Linked DNA regions of Oryzias latipes: regions 1 and 3 are each linked to region 2. The links are chromatin contacts, called in public Hi-C maps. All regions are on one chromosome and are shown on one strand. Each heading gives the region's core, a stretch centred on a gene start, on an enhancer-like site or on the middle of the called end of the contact. The rest is flanking DNA. Distances are from core to core; before and after follow the strand shown. Region 1 holds the start of LOC101159959 (leucine-rich repeat-containing protein 9). Region 2 holds the start of prkch (protein kinase C eta type). Region 3 holds the start of pcnx4 (pecanex-like protein 4).

The links. A called contact is a pair of places that touch in the nucleus more often than the background predicts.
Region 1: a Hi-C map of embryo shows a contact between it and region 2, with 1.9 times the contacts expected there. The contact joins the promoter of LOC101159959 here to the promoter of prkch in region 2. A contact is called at or near these places in 3 of 5 Hi-C or Micro-C datasets (embryo and fibroblasts).
Region 3: a contact with region 2 is called in a Hi-C map of fibroblasts, with 2.5 times the contacts expected there. The contact joins the promoter of pcnx4 here to the promoter of prkch in region 2. A contact is called at or near these places in 3 of 5 Hi-C or Micro-C datasets (embryo and fibroblasts).

Annotation. Positions count from the first base shown.
Region 1 is chr22:12,166,318-12,170,136 of ASM223467v1, forward strand. It overlaps LOC101159959 (leucine-rich repeat-containing protein 9), which reads right to left and starts at 1,441. Exons shown (of 33, transcript XM_020713607.2): 1 at 1,200-1,441; 2 at 849-907. The coding sequence starts at 1,311. rtn1 (reticulon-1) reads left to right here and starts at 1,548. Exons shown (of 9, transcript XM_004082287.3): 1 at 1,548-2,112. The coding sequence starts at 1,563.
Region 2 is chr22:11,993,332-11,997,296 of ASM223467v1, forward strand. It overlaps prkch (protein kinase C eta type), which reads right to left and starts at 2,470. Exons shown (of 14, transcript XM_023951757.1): 1 at 1,774-2,470. The coding sequence starts at 2,124.
Region 3 is chr22:12,146,018-12,150,198 of ASM223467v1, forward strand. pcnx4 (pecanex-like protein 4) reads right to left here and starts at 2,724. Exons shown (of 11, transcript XM_004082550.4): 1 at 2,579-2,724; 2 at 87-854; 3 at 1-7. The coding sequence starts at 775.

The DNA of each region.
Region 1 (3,819 bases), core at 191-2,690, 170 kb after region 2:
TGACAATGTGTATTTAGACTGCAGCATTTATTCATATATATTAAAGAAATTCATAAAAATGCAAAAGCAGAAATGATATATTTTAAACATGTTCATAATGAATTTTCTAAAAAAAAACGTAATTTATTTTTGAATAAAAAAAACACTATTCACTCATTTCCTATTTCATGTAACAATCACAGAAGCCAGCAGTAATATTCTATATAGGCAGAAAATTAGGGGCAATTCATATTGATATAATAGTCTAGCAATGAGCATTTTTGCACTTGCATGGAGAGTAAATATTTAAAGTTATCTATTTGTTACAATGAATTTACAAAGAACATTACAAGATAATGATATAAAATAGATTTAAATGCATTAAAAGATCGTAAAGTAAACACAAATTAAAGTAAAGCAAAGTAAACACAATAAAAAAACACATATTTAATTAACCCTACAAACCCATAGGCAATTTTCTTTCTTTTTTTTACAATGTCTTAAATTTTTTTTTGTTTTCATCAAATATTTTTTCATCTTTACATTTTATTTTTTGGCCGCTGTTAATCGCTGCTACCCAAAATGAGTAAACAAAAAGTCAAATTAACTTTAAAACTACAAGTAATAATTTTTGGTAGTTCTCCATGGTTAATTGGCTACAAACAAACAAACAAACAAACAAACAAACAAATAAATAAATGCTGAGAGAGAGAGAGCCTCCAGAATAATTCCAGAGGGAGAGTGGAATTTCCTTTACATTTACTGTACATTGTTTTCTTTTTACTTGCAATTTATGTTGCAAACATTTCTTGACTACAAAATCAAAAACTTCTGCATGGTATCACATGTTTTTCTTAGTGTTAACTTACTAGTTTTTTGACCACCTCTTCATCCCTGCAGTTCGTCTTTTTGTCACTTTTCAACATAGCTGTGCAAAAAAATAAACAAAAACAACAAATTAAGCATTACTGGTCGGTTCTGCTGAAAACAATACAAAACTAACACGTGCCCGTCAATTTAAATGTTAAAAACCAATTTTGAGTAAACGTTTATATTTGCCCCTCCCCCCAAACATGCACACCAAACAAACAGAAACCGACCAAGTTTAAGGACTGAGCATCAGTTCTACAGACTCTCTGCACTGCACATATTATATATTAAAACGTAAAATGCATTTTTGTTATCGTTTATTAATGTATGATTGAAACACAATTGGTTACCAATATCGATGGGAAGAACGCGTATCCAGGCACGAGTGTTTGGTTGCCATGGAGGAACTCCGAAACTTTTCAAGCTTTGTTTGTACGCTGAGCTACCACACGAGGGCGCCATACTGCAAGATTTGTCTGGACTGTTTTCATGGAGACACAAGACATTTGGATCTCCAGAATATTCTTTAGTACAAAAGGCAGAAAATAAATAAAGTTTTTCATTTTTTTAAGTGCTATTCAGACTGAAAAAATAGTAATATTATATGTGATTTATTCCCTAAATTCTGCTTCTGTAATTGCCTTAAACATATTTTGTTAAACATAGTTTGATATTATATAAATTGATCGTTTTATTTGGTTTTCCTTATTTTAATGAAAACTAGGGTGTGTATTTGTCCTAAAGTTGCGTTGCTGTCTAGCGGACAGGATGACGTCAGCGGTGGCTCGGTGAACTACAACATCAACCTCTCTCCTCTGGTGCTGGTTCCAAACCGCCCGCTCCGCCTCATCCCTGCCGTCCTCACAGCCCCGGCACAGCTGAGCAGAAGCCAGGCGGGAGCGTCCCCGTGTTTTCCCGGATCACCCGTTCGAGCTCGAGCGTCGCCGCCGGCTCTGCAGTACGGTCAGACGGGGGGAGGAGGAGAGGAAGCCTCAGCAGCCGCTGACTGTTCCCAGTCTGTCCGACAACAGCAACAAAGCATGTCCGCTCAGCCCGGCGAGGAGCTCCGCGAGGAGGAGAGGTGGTTCGGGGATGATTACGAGAGGAACGGCTTGTTTGGGAACACATCCACCCGCTTCGACGAGCTGCGTCACGATTTGAAGCCGAGAGGTGGTGACGCTGTGGGCGACCTGGATCAACAATTTCATCCTTTCCAGGACGACGGGAAAAGGCCTCCCGTTGCTATGGAAACTGCCTCTACAGGTAAAACTTTAACGTAAATGAGACAAATCTTACTTTTCTGCCAAACCTAATAATACTCATGGGCAAAAGCAAACACAAGGAGTGATTTTATGTCTTAAAATGGGGGCGACTGATGCTGAGGCGCAGTTTATTATAGATTACGACAGACGGCCTGCTTGTCTGCTGTTATGAGGAGTTAAAACTTCTGGAATTGAAAACAAAGATGCTATTTTTTTTTGCAACTTTCAGGTTCTGATTTGATCTACATGTGTGTTCACATGCTGATAAATCTGAAAGGACTATATGTGATTTATGATGTTAAGGCCAGTTTTCTGTTATAAATACAATAAAAGAAGCACCTGTCTGGGTAGGTCTCAATTAGTTGATGATTGTTGGATAATAGTCAAAATGTTGTTGGCCAATGAGATCTAACTCACCAATTTGACCAAAAATGCTACTTAAAATAAGGTCAGAAGGACTAAATAAAAACAGCCTTAATTCAAAAGGTCTAAGAAACTCTAATGGCTTCAAATTTGTGCTTAAAGTCCTTCCCCTTTGAAGAACAGCTTGGCTCATGCTGCTATTTTTACTCCTAAGGTCGCTTGCCTCACTATTCGTGTGTTGGGCAGAAGTGAGCCACTTTTATTCACAAGTTCACTGAAAAATTCATAAGGTTATGCTTAAAAAAAAATCATGCGGCCAAGTTTCCTCTCTTAACTGCTCAAGCGCTCTCTCATTTGGCATGCTGCTTGAATCAAATCAATAAAAAAAACACGCTTTTTATGCAGATTCTTTTTCAGGAAGTGGACTATTCCTATCAGGGAATGAAACCTCAACAGTCAGGTGTAAACAGATTAGTTAATAAAAGCTTTTGTTAAGATTAAATTATAGGATAGGAATATCCTTTAATATTTAACCTTTGTCTTTTCCACTTTTCTTGCTTGAAAATGTAAACAAAGCATTTGCTCCACTTTCATAACAGTCTGCCAGACAAGGTGTGTAGGTGCTCACAGACGGGGGACACACTCTTTGTTTTGGCTCCTGAAAGAGAACAGTGTTGCTGCAATACTGTTGCTAAGCCGTGTCCGCACAGTTGAATTAATCTCTCCTGTCACGTTTGTTCCCGCTGGAAACGCCGCAAATCCCATCTATGAGGACAGAGGGGACGTTTCTCACTTAATCAGAAATAATGTGATGCTGTTTGCTTTGATTTTCCTCAGAAAGACACAGATTGGCTCCAACACTGCACTGAAGTTCCAAAATCCTGCGTAAAGCTAATGAAATGCTGAGCTGTGTCCCTTTGAGATGTTTGGAGTTTACTGTTGTTTACAACGGTGATAAACAAACTCAGGACCTACAGGATGCTGACTCCAGAGGTATTAAATTACCACTGGACAGAACTTTATCCTGTTTCTTAGGCTGAACAACCTTTTTAATATTCACGATTTACCCTCACGTGTATGTTTACCGGAGCCATGATGAAGACAGTAGATCATGGTGTACCGGGATCAGGTCTGCTCGGCCTTGAAAGCATCAACTGTTTTGTATGTAAATTGCATGTAATTTTGCTGCTCATAGAGGAGAGGATTTCACACAGAAACATCTTCCTTTTAGTTTCTATTTTACATCTGGAGAAGCCATCTCTTACAATCCAGTAGCTAAAAGGTGGATTAAGCTCAAGTCTTTCGCTTTATCAGCTTGTCATCAGTGACGAGGGAGAGACAGCAC
Region 2 (3,965 bases), core at 1,220-3,719:
AAGGAACATGAAAAAAATGTTTTTAGGAATAAAGTTAACACTGACTTATAAATATTTACAGCAAGATTGTGTAAAGGGATAGGTTTTCTTTGCATTTTGCACTATAGAGAGAGCACCAGGTCTGGACAGGTTTCCTTTAACACCTGAAGAGGCTCTAAAAGTCCTGGAGGGATGAAAGTCAGTCAGAAGAGGGGGAACTCCAACTTAAAGAGGAGCAGTTTCATCTCCTAAAGGGTAAAAGGCCCTTTTTAAGATCCTCTCACATTTTTAAACCACAAATCAACCAAATGTGGTTAAGGTGCTGAAAGTTTGAGGCTAAAAAGAATAAAAGTCTTCAAAAATTCAAAGCAATTGTTGCATTTGTTGAACGTGCCTGGACATTGCGTGTGATTTGCAGCTCCTTCAATGTTTCTTCATCCCATTGATGCCAGTTTCACACCACGCTTTCTCCTGATTACTGACAAAGCCTCTAAGCCAATAAGCAGAGCATGGGGCCTTACAGGTGGAAAGCCGCTGGCAGCATCAACTCTGCTCTACTATCCAAGTCCATGTAAATGTATTGTTTTAAAGCTGGAAATCTTTACAAATTGAAGATTTTTGCATGTCAACCTTCTTTTTCCTGCCCTATGTATCATATGTTAGTGATTATTTTATTGGATCACAATTGTGATCAAGTGATTTACTACATTTTCACAATTTTTTAAGTTTATTAATCACTTATTTACTATTTTATCAGTGCCTTCAGCTTACATCAACTTCAGCAGCATTGTAATTTAAGCATATATACATATATACATACATACATACATACATACAATTATAGATTTCAACATATGAGACAAATAGATAAAATAAATAAGTAAAATACAAACAAAATAAAGGTTAAGTGTGTATTTAGATCAACATTATGGAAAACTTGCAACTGACTTTGAATAAATTCCAATAACAAAGTTGATTGCAACTATAAGAATTCATAGAATATTTTGATACGTATTCCAACTCCTAAAAGGCCATAAGACATTAGAAAGAAGTTGACACTTATCCAGTTCTCCTCACTCTGCTCACCTCAATCGACATTGAGTTGAAAACATCAGCTGATGTAACTTTACAACCCTAGTCGATTTAAAATAAAAGTAAATTTATTGTGATTAGGGCAAAAAGAAATTCTGGATTTGAACGTTTTAGCACTGAAAAATGACACCCTTCATTTAAATGTGACCAAACGCAATTGATGGAGAGGTGTGAGGCATTGGGTAAAAGGTTCAGAGAAAAAAAGGGCTTGATCTGAATAATCACCTGCAGACAGGGAGGTTTGATCAGTATAATCTAAATGTGTGTGTATTTGATTTGATCTAAAAAGGCAAATGCATGAATGTGATCACATGCAAATCTTTTTTTTTTAATATATATAGTTAATCAAGTTTGATTTAGGTAAAAACAAAAATGCAATATCCTTGAGGAGATTACATATTATAACTGTTGCAAAAAGGGTTTTAATCAGAGATAATCTGGTGTTAAATTATTTTATTACTTTGGTCCACATTTGAAAGACATTTTCTTAATTTACTTTTAAAAGTAAATTAAAATACTTTTCAAGATGTGTGCTGTTTTGGAAAAATGGCTGGACACGTTTTAATCCTAATCTGACCCTCGGGATTAATAAAGATTATTAAAAACTAAAGGATCAATCAGTCACTTGTGATGGCAGACTGAATGAGCTGGGAATCAAAACAGGAGTCCATGACACCTGGGAACTTCCCAGTTCCTACTCACCCATTCCTCAAAGTTCTCCCCCGTGTTGATGGTCTTGATGAGGTCTTCGAACTGGATGATGCAGTTGGCCACAAAGTCATCGTATCCGAGCGGGGTGTCGTGGAAGACCGCCAGTTCGATCTGCTTGCCGTCGTTCACGTTCATGCAGAACTCCTCGTTGTAGGTCGGCTGGTTGGTCTTCTGCTTGGTGTGAGTTTGTCCGATTTTGTATTCGTCCACCTTCACCACCATGTAGGGGTCCAGCGCCAGAGGGGCCTTGTTGAAGATGACGGAGTGGCGCGTGGAGGCGGTGGTGGGCTTGAGGTCCAAAGCCTCACCAATGCGCAGCTTCAGGTACCCGTTAAACTTCATCTCGACAAAGCGCGCGCGCGCGCATAAAGAAGCAAAAACACAAATAAGTTGTAAAGAAAAAACGTAAAAAAAGAAAATTAAATATTAATTTTAGAAAAACTGTCTATTCTAGAGTAGAAAACGGAGTTTGAATAAAGTCACGTCGTCTTGGCTCCAGTGCAAAGTCAGCTGTCGCAGCTCTGGACCAGCGAGCAGTCAGCCTGAAAACCTGTTTCTGAGCTCTTCGGGTAATAGGAAGCTCCAGCAACAACACGCCGAGCGGGCGGCCAGTTCCGCATAACTTGTCAAAGTGCGAACACTAACCCAAAATACACAAACACGAAACCTCCCAACCTGTCACAGCTTTAGTGGGTCACGTGGTTACATGGGCAGTCGAATTGGAGAAAAGGGAGACCTGTACTACATTGACCGGCATGCATTGCGGTGTAGTCGTGGATACGTCAGGAAGCCTCACCTGTCCTATTTCGTAAAATCAGCAAATTAAGATAAAAAAAGACTATTTCAACAAATGTATTTTATTTTTTTCTTAAATATATTTTTTAATTTCTTTTAAACATTTCAATTCAAAATTTTAAACGTTTACAATTTAAGAAAACATTTTTTTAAATAAACTGCTCATTAATATATATTTATTTTGGGATGCACCTCTACTGTGACCGTATACATCATTCTTTCTCCTTGGCATTAACACTTGTGTATCTTATCTGTAAATAAAATTTATCAAAAACAAACAATGATGTGCGAAAGGAAGATTTAAAATAAACAAAAGTCTTGTCTTCTTTACCAATCAAGTAAAGAGACCATTTTCCATTTTACCTAGTTTATCATTGTATGTACACAGAGAATTTTGCGCTGATTAAAAGTATTTATAATTACAAAATTAAATGTAAATATCCGATTTAATATTTTCGATGTCATGTTACATTTTGAATGACATGGTTGGGCAAAAAATTTCAATTTTGTTATTTAAGTGTTTATTATTTTGAGGATATTCCAAATATACAAATGTAAATGGTCCCACCCTTTTTTAAATCTTTTCTTCTGGACTTTAAATGAAATTAAAATACAGTAGAGCATGTGGAAAATATGAAGAAAATTTAATCTAAAAAAGGAACATTTTTTTTAAATATTTTATGTTCAATAAGATACAGTCAACCCTTGTTGATGTGAAGGGTGCACAGTATTTGTAGTGTTTTCTTTTACCTACCGTCTCAATAAAGGTTGTTACCAAAAGATAGAAAGAAATGTCCTCTGCTAAACTAATGTGCTACATCCTTTTGTTTATGTGTGGGCTGTTAAAAATGTGTTATGTTCTGCTCGTGAAGATTCTTGTGTGGTATATTTTTGAGTTGTATTATCCTAGTTTTTGTTTTCTTGTCTTATTGTTTATGGTTAGTTTGTATATTGATGTTTGGCTATTAAAGATTTAAAAGTGTCTGGATTAAATTAAGGCATTGAGATCCTTTGAATGGAATTGCTGAAACAAATATATAATTGAGCCCCATTTCTTTTTTGGTTTTCCTATTACCGGTAAATTTTGTAGTTTTAGTTACAGCCTCTTCTAAATAACTTTTTTGTATTTTGAGGAAAACTGAGCTTTTAATTTCTTTTAAATGCTATTTTTTGTAGCATTTTTAATTCCATTGTTTCTGCTTCACCTTTTCTCTCTGAGGGTGCTGCTTCTGCCTCATCATAAATACCCCAAATCAAAGTTTCCACTTTATTGGTGTCAGACTTGACCCCTCGCCTCTCTCTGCCAAATGTCAGCACTCAGCGTCTTTCTGTTCCAGCTGTTGTAAATAAAGAGCTGGGGTCCCACTTTGTGCACATCCCTCTGATCC
Region 3 (4,181 bases), core at 1,474-3,973, 150 kb after region 2:
TGAAAACCTTATTTAGAGTAAAATGCTGACATTATTATTGTAGCAGACATGAGCTCTATCCAATCAATATGTTCTATCTTGCTTACCGATAAGCCAAGTCCACGGCGATGAAAGCAAAAACATAGAGAGGCCGGGTGAGAGGGGTGATCTCATAAGTGTCCTGTGCCTGGAAAGTAGCTGTCTCTGTGGCTGTATTTACAATCAAGGAATACTCAGCTATACATAGTGTCACCCAACTAAGCACAAAGACTACAAGGGATACACCAATGCTACCATAGAGAGCAGTAAGTCTACCCAGGAACACATACCATGTTCCAAATCCACACAGAGCTCCAGCTAGTATTGTATGCAGCACCACATTAAGTCCAAAGCGCTTCCCAGGAGCAATGAATCGAACAGTTTCTGGGCTGACACAGTTGGTGAACTCCACTTCCTCTTCATCAACCAAAATATTGGGAGCACCAAGCCTCTCCACTGTGCTACTCTTCCGCGCTGCATAGTGTGCCAGGGCCTGGACAGCCACTGCAGCAGCAAACATAAGCATACCAGAGAGCACGGCAGCGTGAAGTTCTTGAAGCACCTGCAGCTGACAGAGCAGTGTGCCGATGCCCCCAAAAAGCCATGGCGTTAAGAACAAAACCACTTGGTTAACATAAACAAACGGAGGGGCACAGTAGCCCAACTTAAAGCGCGGACCTCCCAAAACTGTTTGGGGGAAGCGCTTCCAGAAGAACTCCTGTTTGTATTCATTGAGAAGGGGCACATCTGGCCCCATTCTGACCTTTCCCTAAAGAACGGGAGGTCATCTCTGTGCAGGAGGAGGATTACCAATCATCACCGATCAGTGGAAAAACCTGCAAAAAGAAACACATTCTGTTAAGTAATGAAGGTTTGCTAATTACTTCAGCAGAACAAGAATACTACAAATACATATACACAAGTTTTCCGTTTTGCCTTAACAAAAACCTTAATATTTGTTTTTTCTTTACCATATTATAAATAGTTAAACATACTGTAAATAATATTATTTGGCTATTCTGTCTATTGGCCTTCAAAAACAACATTTTGAGACAATGTTTGTAAAATAAACTACTGTCATAACTTCAATAATAAAGTTGAAGCATGATATATACATAAATGTGAATGTTTGTCTTTTTTGAAGGGACTGGTGTAATATTTAGCACAATCTTGCTGCATAGAATGCTAAAAAATGTCCTAACGGCTTAATCTTAGGTTGATATGCACAAGCTCTTGATGGACTTAAATGTGAAAAGACACTTTTAGCATTTTTTTTAATGATTGTCCCTTTATTTACATTTTGTGGACTTTATTTTAAATATTTTCATTATCTTCTATTTTTTTTAAATACACTTTTTCCCCCTAAAAGTAGGACTTTAATACTGATTATTCAAATAGCTCTTTTTTATGAAAGCTTGATGTATTACTATTTTCTTAGTGACTAAATGTTGATGTAACAAAAGTATAAACAGTTATTCATTTTATTTTTTTCTAAATAGAAACAGATCAGACTACATAAACGTTCCAATTCTCGTGGGATACAATCCATTAATTCTTATTTTACATTAAATAAAACATTTAATATTGAAAATATTCTGGTTGTAAACAACATGTTAAATTATTATGTGGAACATAAGAAGAAAAAAAAACATCAGATCAATATTACACTTGAGAACAACAAAGGACAAAAAGGTTTAGGTGCATTGTTGTAGTAATAGGAACTAAACAATACTTCATCCAAATACCTACATTTTCTTTACTATTTGTAATTGGATTTATTTAATCTTTCTGGGCTTTGTATATAATTTCAATTTCCTTGATAAAAAAAGAAGAAAAATTGCTTTCATGCAAACAAAAATTTAAGTGATGTGCAGTGGAGGTTTGACAAGACAATGAGAGTGAACAGAGTTGCTGTTACATTTTTAGTAATGCATGCAAAAACGTCTCGGCAACACACAAACATCACATTTCAAAGGAGCTAAATGCTATTCTGTTCAAAGCTTCAAATACATTGAAATATATCAAAGAGTATTTAACATGGATGAAAGTGATGTCATTAAGTCCACGGTACATGTTTGCTTTTAACAGAGGGTTAGAAGCTTCAACAACGCTTTTCGTTATTTTGCAGGCTGAACATCAATAATTAGAAAAGATATTATCTTACTTCTGATACAACGCTTTAGTCATGAATTACGTCTAAGTGATTTTTAGGGAGAAAATTAGATAGAAAAGCAAATATCCCCGAGTTGCTAGGAGAACACAACATACACAGCAGCAAACAACGATGTCTTGTTGATTCTTTTGGGGTTTTTTTTTGTTTTTTTTGTTCGTCTGTTTGTTTATTAGTTTACCTTCTTGCCATGCAACAAAAAACGCTCTTATATAATTATTCCAAGGAAGAAAAAAAGGTTAAAAATATAAAAATGTCTCCATGCAATGACATAATTTAGCTTCGTTAGCTTTAGAATTCTAAGCTAGCGATGGTAGCTCAACTGTTCTGTTAGTCTCCTGTTTTAGGTAAAATATAAGCAAGTTGTCAACCAGAGGAGGGTTAACTTACCTTTAAAAAGGAGACCAACAACACGTTATCTTTTCTGTGTAAATTGACGAACTGGTGGGAAAATTTCACAGAGGAGTGGTGGGAGAATTGACTATAGTTGCATTGCTTTGCTAGCTAGCAGATAGAATGCTAACAGACGAGCACAGTACACGGTCAGATTATAGCCAATCAGAGTGGCGCAGTCACATATACATGCACTGTAATTGGTTGGTTTTGTCGAATCCCACCCTTTCCATAATCAGCATCCCATATAAATACCCGGAATGTTAGCGCAAAGATCGTCTGGGGGAAGTTTAGTTATCAAAAAACACTTGTTGTTCCCCAAATACAAACACATTCGTGATAAATGTATTCATTTCTAATGCAAGGCATTGATGTTTGTGAGTTTGTATAGTTTTTTTCTACACTTACTACTTAGACCTGTATGCATTGAGCATTCTAAATAAAATAAAATAAAATAAAAAACCCTTGTTTATTTTACTGGTATTTTTCCTCACAAATTTTTTACAGTTAACTTTTTAATTCTATCACATTAAAATAACTTAAAAAAAACGAACTTAAGATAAATGTGTTTTTTGTGCTATATATATATTTTGTGCTATATATGTATATATTTTCGTCCCTGAACGAAAATTGTGTCCTTAAAATGTTATTTTTGAGGGGTGCAGGGGGAGGGGGTAGGCCAAGAAAGGGGCTGCACGATTGATGACAAGCATGAACACAAAATCAACACAAAGAAAGCTAACAATCTGGAGTGAAGGAGATTAAATTGTTGTTGTTCACTGGGCTTAAGGGAAAAAAGTGGCCAGCATGTTGTTTTTCCTTGTCATCTTGAAAAGCCCTTCCATTTTTTTCATGATACAAATACCTGTTAAAATAGACAAGCTTGAGACTGCAGTATGGTACCGTGAAATCTTGTGCAGCACGTGAACATCTAAAAGCAATATTTACTATTATGTCATTTAAGGAACAATTATGCAAACCTCCTGAGGTATAAAAGGGTAAAGCCAAATTGCTCAAAAGCCATCAGACCAAGCATTGAGAATTGATTTCTGTTCAAATTACCAGAAAATTGGGCATTTGTCTATTGTTTGGTTCCTCTCTTAACTTGTTTCTTTGCCGATTCAAAGAAGCGACAGAATGAAAATTTGAAATAATGTGATAAATGACACAGGTTTAACAGTCCCATAACGCTGAAAAGAAGTCCCACATACATATTGCCTTAGTACTTGCTCTTATCCAAAATGTCTACACAAAATAGAAGCATTTTCCTCTCCATTCTAATCTAAGTCTCCGTTTGCTCCTTATTTCACAGGAAACAAATTACAGGAAAATGACAAGCGACAGCAATAATTCAATGACAGGCTTTAAAAGAGGCAATATGACAAGACAGGATGTGTTTGTGAGGATAAAAGATGAACTTTGGCCATAATGTGCACCTTCAGAAGACAACACAATTTGGATTTTGTTGATGACATGCAGAGGGCCGACATCAGAAGCCAAACAGTTGATTTTTTCCAAAGCCAATATCTACTTAAGCCATGATGAAACTGTAACAAGCATGTCTTGTTGAAAAACGGTGGGCACTCAAAACTTGTGGAGT